Regions from separate parts of the Sus scrofa genome. Here region 2 is linked to region 1. The links are chromatin contacts, called in public HiChIP or PLAC-seq maps. All regions are on one chromosome and are shown on one strand. The core of a region is the stretch at or near the end of the contact, and the rest is flanking DNA. Distances in the headings are between cores, read along the strand shown. Region 1 has its middle 5.7 kb from the start of HES1. Region 2 has its middle 48 kb from the start of CPN2.

Region 1 (4,318 bases), core at 1,264-3,763:
GATGAAGAGGGAAAGTGATGGCATTTTTAACTCTTGCTGTTGTTTTCCAAGTAAGATAAGACACTATTACAGTAAAGGATAGGGTCTCAAGTAGCTGCAGCTGCAACCTATGCCACAGCTGTGGCAATGCTGGATCCTTAACCCACTGTGCTCAGCAGTGCGTCCATGCTGCCACAGAGACAATGCCAGATCTTAATCGCTGTACTACAGCGGGAATTCCCAGGATGCAATCTTCCTTTGACGGGTAATGCAGTGAACGTGATTTTCACTAACATGGCAGGTCTCCAAGAACACAATGAGTGGTCTATTTTCCTGCAACAGTGGAGGTACAGTGCCCATCCTTCGGGTCTGTTTCCATGCCTTTAACTGCAGATGAAAATATTTGGTAGTAAAATCATCCCAGGACCTTGGCTGAATTTTTTTTTTTTTTTTTTTTTTTTTTTTTTTTTGTCTTTTTAGAGCCGAACCTGTGGCATATGAAGGTTCTTAGGCTAGGGGTCCAATCAGAGCTGCAGCCGCCACCTGAGCAATAGCAATAGCAATGCAGGATCCAAGCCAAGTCTGCAATCTACATCACAGCTCACGGCAACGCTGGATCCTTAACCCACTGAGCAAGGCCAGGGATCAAACCTGAGTCCTCATGGATACTAGTCAGGTTCTTTAACCACTGAGCCACAGTGGGAACTCCTGGCTGAAAGTTTTTAAGTGTGCTCCATATACATTCTTGTAGTCACAGTGTGTGTGTCAAAACATAGAGGCACATGGAAGCACACTGAGGAGAGAACCACAGACCGTGGACTTGAGAAGGACTTCAGAGACTTCCGGTCTAACCTTGTCGCCTTGTCAGTGAGGAAACCAAAGACCAGAGACGTAAGGGGACTTGCTCATCCTCTCATAGATGGTGGCCAATATGGAACCAGGATTCCTTGACTCCCAGTCCATTCCTTAACCATATCAAGGTGACTGCTCATTCAGAAGATATTAGTACGTAAAATGATTAATCTTGAAATTCACTATTTGACAATAATTTTTCTTGGGTGGAATCTGATGTGTTGTTTATTTACTATACCAGCACTTACTATGGTCACAAAAATTTATGCAAAGACTCATCATCATTCAGAGGTCCAAAAAGTTAACTGTTACAATGTGTCACCTTTTGTATCACCAGTATACACTACTTCTCTTTTATGGTATTTAACACAGAGCCATTAAATTTTTTTTTTTATCCGTCTGTCTGGCCTATTAAACTGCGAGCTTTATAGCTACAGAGATCATGCCTTTCTTCTCCCTTTGTTTCCATGGTGCTTGGTTCAATAATTATTGAATGAACACGTGAAATTCAGAATCTAGGGAAGAAGCAGTGGTGTTTTCACATGGGGCCTGGTGCAATTACAAGCAGCTCCTGAAATCACTGGGCAAAGGCCAGGCCTGGCTTTCCCGTTTGGTTAACCTTCCTCACCGTGGTTTAGGAATCATAATAGCTGACATGCATTGAGGGCTTATGTGCCAAGCGCTATTCTGAATGCTTTGCCTGCATTCACTCATTTCATCCAAACAACCCTATGAAATACCGTGAGCCGCCGGATACAAACGAGGCACAGAGATGGGAAGTAATTTGCCTGAACTACAACCTAAGTTTCCTGAAGCCAGATCATGTGCTTTTACCCTCTGGGTACTCCAAGGACTGAAGCAGACAACATGGCCCTCAACTTTGACCTCTAAGCTAGTTTATATAATTGAAATATTCCATACAACCATGGCAAACGTCTTGAAATTCCCCCAAACTGGACTTACATATTTACCTCTCTCCGTGTCTTCCCTCCCCTTTCCTTCCCATCTCTTCCTGTTGCACCCATCCTTCGCCAACTCTCTGAAAACTTTACCTGGTTTCCTTTCAAATCAGAATCTCTCTGTTCTTAGGTGCCCTTTGTTGAAACTTCTTTTTTGGCACTTGCCGCATCATGTGGGCATGAGTCACTTGCATGTCCAACTATCTCCTCAGCTAAACCGAGAGTTCAGAGTCACTTGCATGTCCAACTATCTCCTCAGCTAAACCGAGAGTTCAGGGAGGGCAGGAGCCCGGTGAGACTTAGGAGTTTATCTTTCCAGCGCTTGCAGTGGCTTGCCCGGCACTTAGTAGGTGCTTGGGATGAGACTCATTTTTTTAGGGAGTCCCCAGCGGCTCTCTGGCGGCTCGTTTTAGGGGCCAAGGCCGTGGGCTGAGCCGCTTCTGCCCCGCTGCCCCCGCCAGACCCCTCCCTCCTGGGCCCGGCCTGACGCTTGGCAGGGCTCCCACGGCCGCCGAGGGCCTCTGCTGCCCCGACACTGGCCTCGGCCCAGTTTCCCGGCTTCTAAATGCGGCCCGGAGCTACCGGGGGAACTGGAAAAACACTGGCAGGCGGCCCCACCCCCGGGCCCGGCGGGCCGGGCGGCCGCCTTTCTGCGGCTAAGGGCCTGCTGCTTGGGAGGCGCTGGGGCCCCGGGCGGGGAAGCGGGGGAGGAGGCCGGGCGCGGGCGGCTGCCTGCCTGTCAGCGGGAGCGGGCGCGGGCTCGTGTGTCAGCGGCTCCCTCCTCCCTCTCCCCCAGCCGCCGCCGCCCGCCCGCCCGCCCGCCGGGCCTCCCGGCCTCCCGCCGCCGCCGCCGCCGCCCGCTCCCCCCGCGGCCTGGCAGGCTGCCGGCTGCACAGGCGGGGGTTCGCGCCGTTCTCACGACCTCTCAGGTTGCCTGAGCTCATCTGGGAGCTATTCATTTCCTGCCAGAAAGCAGCCGGGCCTGCTAAGCAAACCACCTTGGCCGCAGGGCCGCCGGGGCTGGCCCGGCGTGGCCGCCCCGGCCTGCTCCCCGCCCGGGCCGCGGGCCCCGGCGGCCTCCCTGAAACCCCCGGCGGCCTCGGCGGGCGCGCGGCGGGGGCAGCTCGGCCGCCCATCTGGTTGCACTTAGGAGCCGGGGAGGAAGCTAGCAGCGGGTTGTTACCGGCCAAGGGGTGTGGGAAAAGTTAATTGACTTTAATGACAGGTTTCCCGGGTCGGCAGTGACGATGAGGGGGTCCGGCTTAACCCCTGGGTCCCCACTCCAGCAACACGAGGGTGGAATGGGGCGCGCCTCCCAGCCGCGGCATTACCGCCAAGAGAAGGCTCCCGTCCACACCCAGGAGAGCCCCCCTCTTCCAGTTCAGCGCCTTTCCAGCTCCGGATGCTGCGAAGGGCGGCGGGGCGCCGGGGCCCCCAGGGTCTCCATTGAGAGGCTAATGCGCCCCGTGGCTGAGGCCTGCGGCCCGCATCCGGACGTGGAGCTGGGAGCCGCGCCTTATCTCCCGGAGCCATCGGCACCACCCGGGGGCGGGGGAGAGGGGCAGCTGGGTGCTACCCGAGGCTGTGTAATTAGTTCAGGCCCGCCAGAGGGATCCGAGTGGGGACGAGACTGCAGCTTCTTTCCCTCAACTAATTACTGCAGAAAGAGCTTGGGTGCAGGAGGGCACAAGACCTTAGATATAAACGCATTCGTTTTAAGGACTTGAAAATGTCCCAGAGAAGGGAAATGACTCATCCAAAGTGACACAGTCAATTCGGTGGCAGAGCTGGCACAAGAGCCTGAAAATCCCCATTGGGGCCCCAATCTCCCCTTTCTTTTTATATTGTACAGACACACCTCATCTACTAGCTTTAAGCCAAATTTCAGGAAAAAAGACCATTTATAAACCACCAATTATTTTCAAATGAACAAATGTTTACTTCTTTTCCTTTATCACCCCCCATATCTGTGTACTTTTGATGGTATTAATAAAATCCATTTTTCCAGTTGTTTTCCTTCAGAACAGGAAAGACAAAGATTTAGTTTTGAGTTGGTCTTGTGATTTCAATTTTTAAGAACATGAAGGCACTTTTATAAAAATGAGCCCCTGATGTCTTCATTATTTCTGCCAAGACCCTTTCAGTGCGGCCAGAGGACAGATTTACCAAATGAAGCCTTTGAGCTTGGGTTGAATGTCTTAAAAGAGCAAACGTTAATACGTTTGTGTTTAAACAATAGGGAAATGGCAGAAAAATGATATGATAAAGAAGGGTGTGTGTATGTGTGTGTGTGTGTGTGTGTGTGCGCGCGCGCATTTCTTGGGGGGTAGGGGGAGTATGTTGGACAACTTTCATAGACATAAAATGAGGCGAGTAGGAGCCACATTTTTAAAAGCATCTTCTAAACCTCTCACTCTGGGTCTGAAGCTGGGTGGAAGGTATTTGAGTAGAAAACTGACTGCTGTCTGCTAGATCATTCCTGTGATAGAGCGGCTCTTCTCAGTGGCCTGTGGGAAAGGCCAGCTAGG
Region 2 (4,318 bases), core at 1,062-3,561, 150 kb before region 1:
GTTCAGTTAATATTTAAGTATCAAGTTAAGATAGGAGGTTGCACGAAATAATTTGGAAACTTCCATCAAATTAAAATTTGCATTTAGCAGATTCCTCCCCAGACTTTTTAAAACGACCACGCATGAATATGTACATATTCCCCCCCTCCTCAAAGCAATTCCCCAGCTACCCACAAATACCACTCATCCTGAGGTCTTGTTGTTCCAGATCAAACAGGTCTTCTTGCAAGAGGACTCTTAGGATTCTGCTCTAGCCAGAGCAAGGTCTCTGGCCCTTGCTAATTTCACCACCTCTGGTTGACTGAGCAGGGCTGGGAATCTCATTAGGGAAGCCTTCCACCTCCTTCCCAGGCCAGCCCGAGTCGGGGCAGGAATGCGTCATCCACCCTGGGCCTTCAGCGCCCCGCTTGAGGCCAGCTCACCAAGAGTGTTTTAAGAGCGGTCCAACAGTCCAGTGCCAGCCATCCACTATCCCAGATGGGAAGAGCTTGTGTGCTGAGCCTTCCTCAGGATGCTGCCACAAGCTTCCTGATGCATCCAGGGCAGTGTCCCTTTGTGTAGGACAGACTGGCTGCCAGTCATCTGGTCTGGGAGTCTTGGGGACAAGGTTCTCTCTCTGAAGTGAAGTGATCTTGTCTGAGAGGACGCAAGTAGAGATGCTGCATGAACCTGGGGTCTAGGACTGGGTACACAACCCTTTCTCACCCACGGCCCACATGTGCTCCTACACAAGTGCCTAAACACCTCAACATCTTTGGGCAGTTTTAAAGTCTGTTTTAGGAGTTCCTTTCATGGCTCAGTGGTTAACAAACCCAAAAAAAGACTGCGGTCCATGAGGATGCGGGTAAGATCCCTGACCTTGCTCAGTGGGTTAAGGATCGGGTGTTTCCATGAGCTGTGGTATGGGTCGTAGACACGGCTTGGATCCCACGTTGCTGTGGCTGTGGTGTAGGCCGGCTATTGTAGCTCCCATTCGACCCCTAGCCTGGGAACCTCTATATGCTGCGAGTGCAGCCCTAAAAAGCAAAAAAAAAAAAGGTCTGTTTTAGTCTCAACTAGGCGTTTCATTAACTGGGTATCTAAATTCCCAGACTGTTCCGTGGGTTCCTGTTTCTTTTTAATAATTGAAAAAATGTTCACCATTAGCTCATGATCACTGTAGGAAAAATAGGGAGGAAATGTAAATAAAAGGAAAATATAAAAATAACAAAAGACATATATATATGTGTGTGTGTGTGTATATATATATATATATATTTATGCATCAGAGCAGGCAGTACATCTAGACCAATTATTAGGCAGGTCTGCTAGAAATCAGTCCAGCAAGGAAAAGATGGTGTGTTCCAGAAACGCCCATCTAATGCTTTTCCTGTGTCCTTTGGGGACTTTAAGGCAACAGCTGGTGTTCCTTGAATGATGGGCATCACTGGTGCCCAGTATGCACAGCGAGGAGGAGCAGGAGTGTACTAACCTGTCTGAAGGGACAAGGTGACCCCTCTTCTACATTTTCCCTCATTGCTTCCTGGGGTGGTGCTGATCAGGCTGTGGGCTGGGATCTGGGTGAGGTTTTCTGATCCCCAGCTCCAGGTGCTGTTTGCTCCTCTGCTCATCACCCAGGTGAGAAGGAATGGCCTTCTGTTGGGATGGTGGACAGGATGCATAGCTCTCCCCAGCTGCCTGTGGGTTAGTGCTTCCCACCTGTTCTGCCCGGGCTGGTGGTCCGATGTTGTCACCAGCCCTCTGGGTAGGCACCAATAGAAGCAGCCTTCTACCAGGGCAGCACTGAAAAACTGGAGTGGTTCTTTGGTCCTTTGGGAATTTCCCCTGTGTGGCTGTGCTGTTATTCTAATGGTGAATGTTCTTTCACCCATGTCCTGTGGGGTGCTAGCCAGATCCCCTGCAAGAAAGGAGAGTGGCAATGATTCATTCTGGAATTGCCCTTCCTGCCACCCATGAAGATCTGTCTATTCTCATTACCTCTGGCTTCCCACAAAATGGTCCATTTGGCTTGTCTGCCGGCCGTAGGCATCACAGCGTCTTGGAATGCCTCTGGGCCATTCTCCAAAGACTCTGGATTTGACTCTGAGGGAGCGCCTGCCTAAAGGGCTTGTCACAGGCTCCGGAGGTCCCTCTGAAGAAGGGCTTGGTGGGGGAGAGGGGGAGCAGCAGGATAGGGAGGCTGCAGCAAGCATTCTTTCAGGGGAAGGAGCCTGCAGTTTGTTACCGCACCCCCCACCCCTCCCGCCCCGTCACTTCAGAGGCACTTTCCAAAGCAGCTGCCCTTAGGTGCTGTTGGTTCCACGCTCTAATGACACTATAATCAGGATTTCATCACCACCTACTACAGAGAGAATTGCAGACATTACTACTCACCCTCAAAACGGCCTCTCTCCATTTTTGCGTAACAAGAGGCCCAGAGAGTATGTCTGAGGTCACACTAATGTCTACTTTGCGTCAAAATCTTGGCCCTGGGATGGCCCACTCCCGGTTGTGGTCTGCCCAGGCTGTTTAGCCTGGCCGATGGCAGAGGAGAGCGGTCAGGCAAGAGTTAGGGCCCGGATCTTTTAAACGTGGCCCCTTCAAGGCGGTTTAGGCCAATTCCTTCCCTCTCCTTCAAGCCGGGAGAGCTTCCCCACTGGGAAAAGGACGCTGGGGTGGGCGCATTTCCTGGGGCAGGAGGCTCCTGCGAGCCCGGAGCTCCGGCTGGGTGTGGGGGCCGGGGAGGAGAGGAGCGAGCGGGAGGGCTGGGGAGTGGGGCGGGGCCGCGGGTGGCCGCGGCGGGGCGGACTCGGGGCGGGCCGGCTGGTGTGGCCGAGGAGCCGGTAATGAAGCCGGGAGCCAGGGCCCCCTTTGTTCCCGGGAAACCCTTTAAAAAGCCCCTTCCTCAGTCCCCGTGCGGGCCGGTGGCGACGAAGGCCGGCGGCGCCGAGGGCCGAGCGGAACGCCCCTTTTCGAGAGGCCTTTCCAGCCGCCTTGCCGGGCTGGAGCCTCCGCACGCAGCGAGGGCCGCGGCTCCGCACGCAAGGCGCGCGCTGCCCAGAGGGGCCCGGGGGCCAACTTTAAAACGACAAAGACGAAAACTGCTCTCCGACGCAGGAAGGCGCAAATGCCTCTGGGTCCTGGGCAGCTGGCCGAATAGGCTTCCCAGTCCCAGGTCTGGCACCAGGGGACTGAGGCGCTTGCGCCACTGAAAGCCGGCGCCTCGCCGCGTGGTCCTCAGTGCCACTATGGCACATTCCTGGCCTTTGCAATTATTGGGAAATGGGAGGATCTTTTTTTTCCCCCCTTACATTCCCCCTTCCCCCTCCCTTGTTTTTCTTCCAGGCTTGAAATTATCTACTTTAGCAGTTCAAAAGACATTCCATTCCCATGACAAAAGCAGAAACGTGATGTTGGCATACCATGGCCCTCTTTTTTATGGGGAGATTCAGGCAATAAATCATAATGAATGAAAATTTAAAATAGCATTTCTTTATCTTTTAATGGTGTACTTTGTTTATTTTTAAGTGCTGCTACCAGATCTGTTTCTTGACATTTCTCAAAAAGAACCCATTTGAGATGCTGAGCTAACAATAGTTAATTTTATTCCTTTAAAATATTCCTAAAGAAAATGGATTGGGGAGATTCGTTTTGAACTCCCTCTCGGCTCTAAAATTCCTTAATTTGGGAGTTCCTATAGTGGCTCAGTGGTAAGGAACCCAACTAGTATCCCTGAGAACGTGGGGTTTGATCCCTGGCCTTGGTCAGTAGGTTAAGGATCCGCCATTGCCATGAGCTGTGGTGTAGGCTGGCAGCTACAGTCCCAGTTTGACCCCCTGGCCTGGGAACTTCTATGTGCCATGGGTGCAGCCCTAAAAAAAAAAAAAAAAAAGAAGGAGGAGAAAAAAAAAAAAAAAATGTCCTTAAGTCTATCTGTGAACAAAGGCTGAGAAAACATTTTAAAACAGAATGGAACGTTCACCATGGTGACTGATCCATCTGTTTATCTCATCCATCCACCCATCCATCCATCCACCCATCCATCCATCCAGTTCTGTTCAATGCTCTCTTTCCCTCCTTTGGCAGATCTGAACCTTACATCTGTTCTAGAAGCGATGACATATATGCATTTGCTCACCCAAGGCAGACTCACATGGGTGTATGTATGCCAGAGTATCTGGAAATGGTTGATCAAAACCACTATCAATAATGTGCAGTCCGGAGTTCCCGTCGTGGCGCAGCTGAAATGAATTCGACTAGGAACCATGAGGTTGCAGGTTCGATCCCTGGCCTTGGTCAGTGGGTTAAGGATCCGGCGTTACCATGAGCTGTGGTGTAG

What was found. HiChIP or PLAC-seq counts read pairs in DNA pulled down with a chosen protein or histone mark.
Region 2: a contact with region 1 is called in an H3K27ac HiChIP or PLAC-seq map of skeletal muscle. The contact joins two enhancer-like sites. A contact is called at or near these places in 4 of 47 Hi-C or Micro-C datasets (alveolar macrophages, embryonic fibroblasts, mesenchymal stem cells and 1 more) and 2 of 2 datasets of contacts at active chromatin or transcription factors (alveolar macrophages and skeletal muscle).

The regions. Positions count from the first base shown.
Region 1 is chr13:131,139,481-131,143,798 of Sscrofa11.1, reverse strand. No RefSeq gene overlaps it. Among named protein-coding and RNA genes, the nearest start is that of HES1, 5.7 kb to the right of the region's middle. Within about 2 kb of position 2,513, at least 65 of the 83 cell types and tissues checked have an H3K27ac peak or open chromatin away from gene starts, as enhancers often do. A contact at or near this core is called in embryonic fibroblasts and skeletal muscle, where this site is marked.
Region 2 is chr13:131,287,389-131,291,706 of Sscrofa11.1, reverse strand. No RefSeq gene overlaps it. Among named protein-coding and RNA genes, the nearest start is that of CPN2, 48 kb to the left of the region's middle. Within about 2 kb of position 2,311, at least 52 of the 83 cell types and tissues checked have an H3K27ac peak or open chromatin away from gene starts, as enhancers often do. A contact at or near this core is called in embryonic fibroblasts and skeletal muscle, where this site is marked.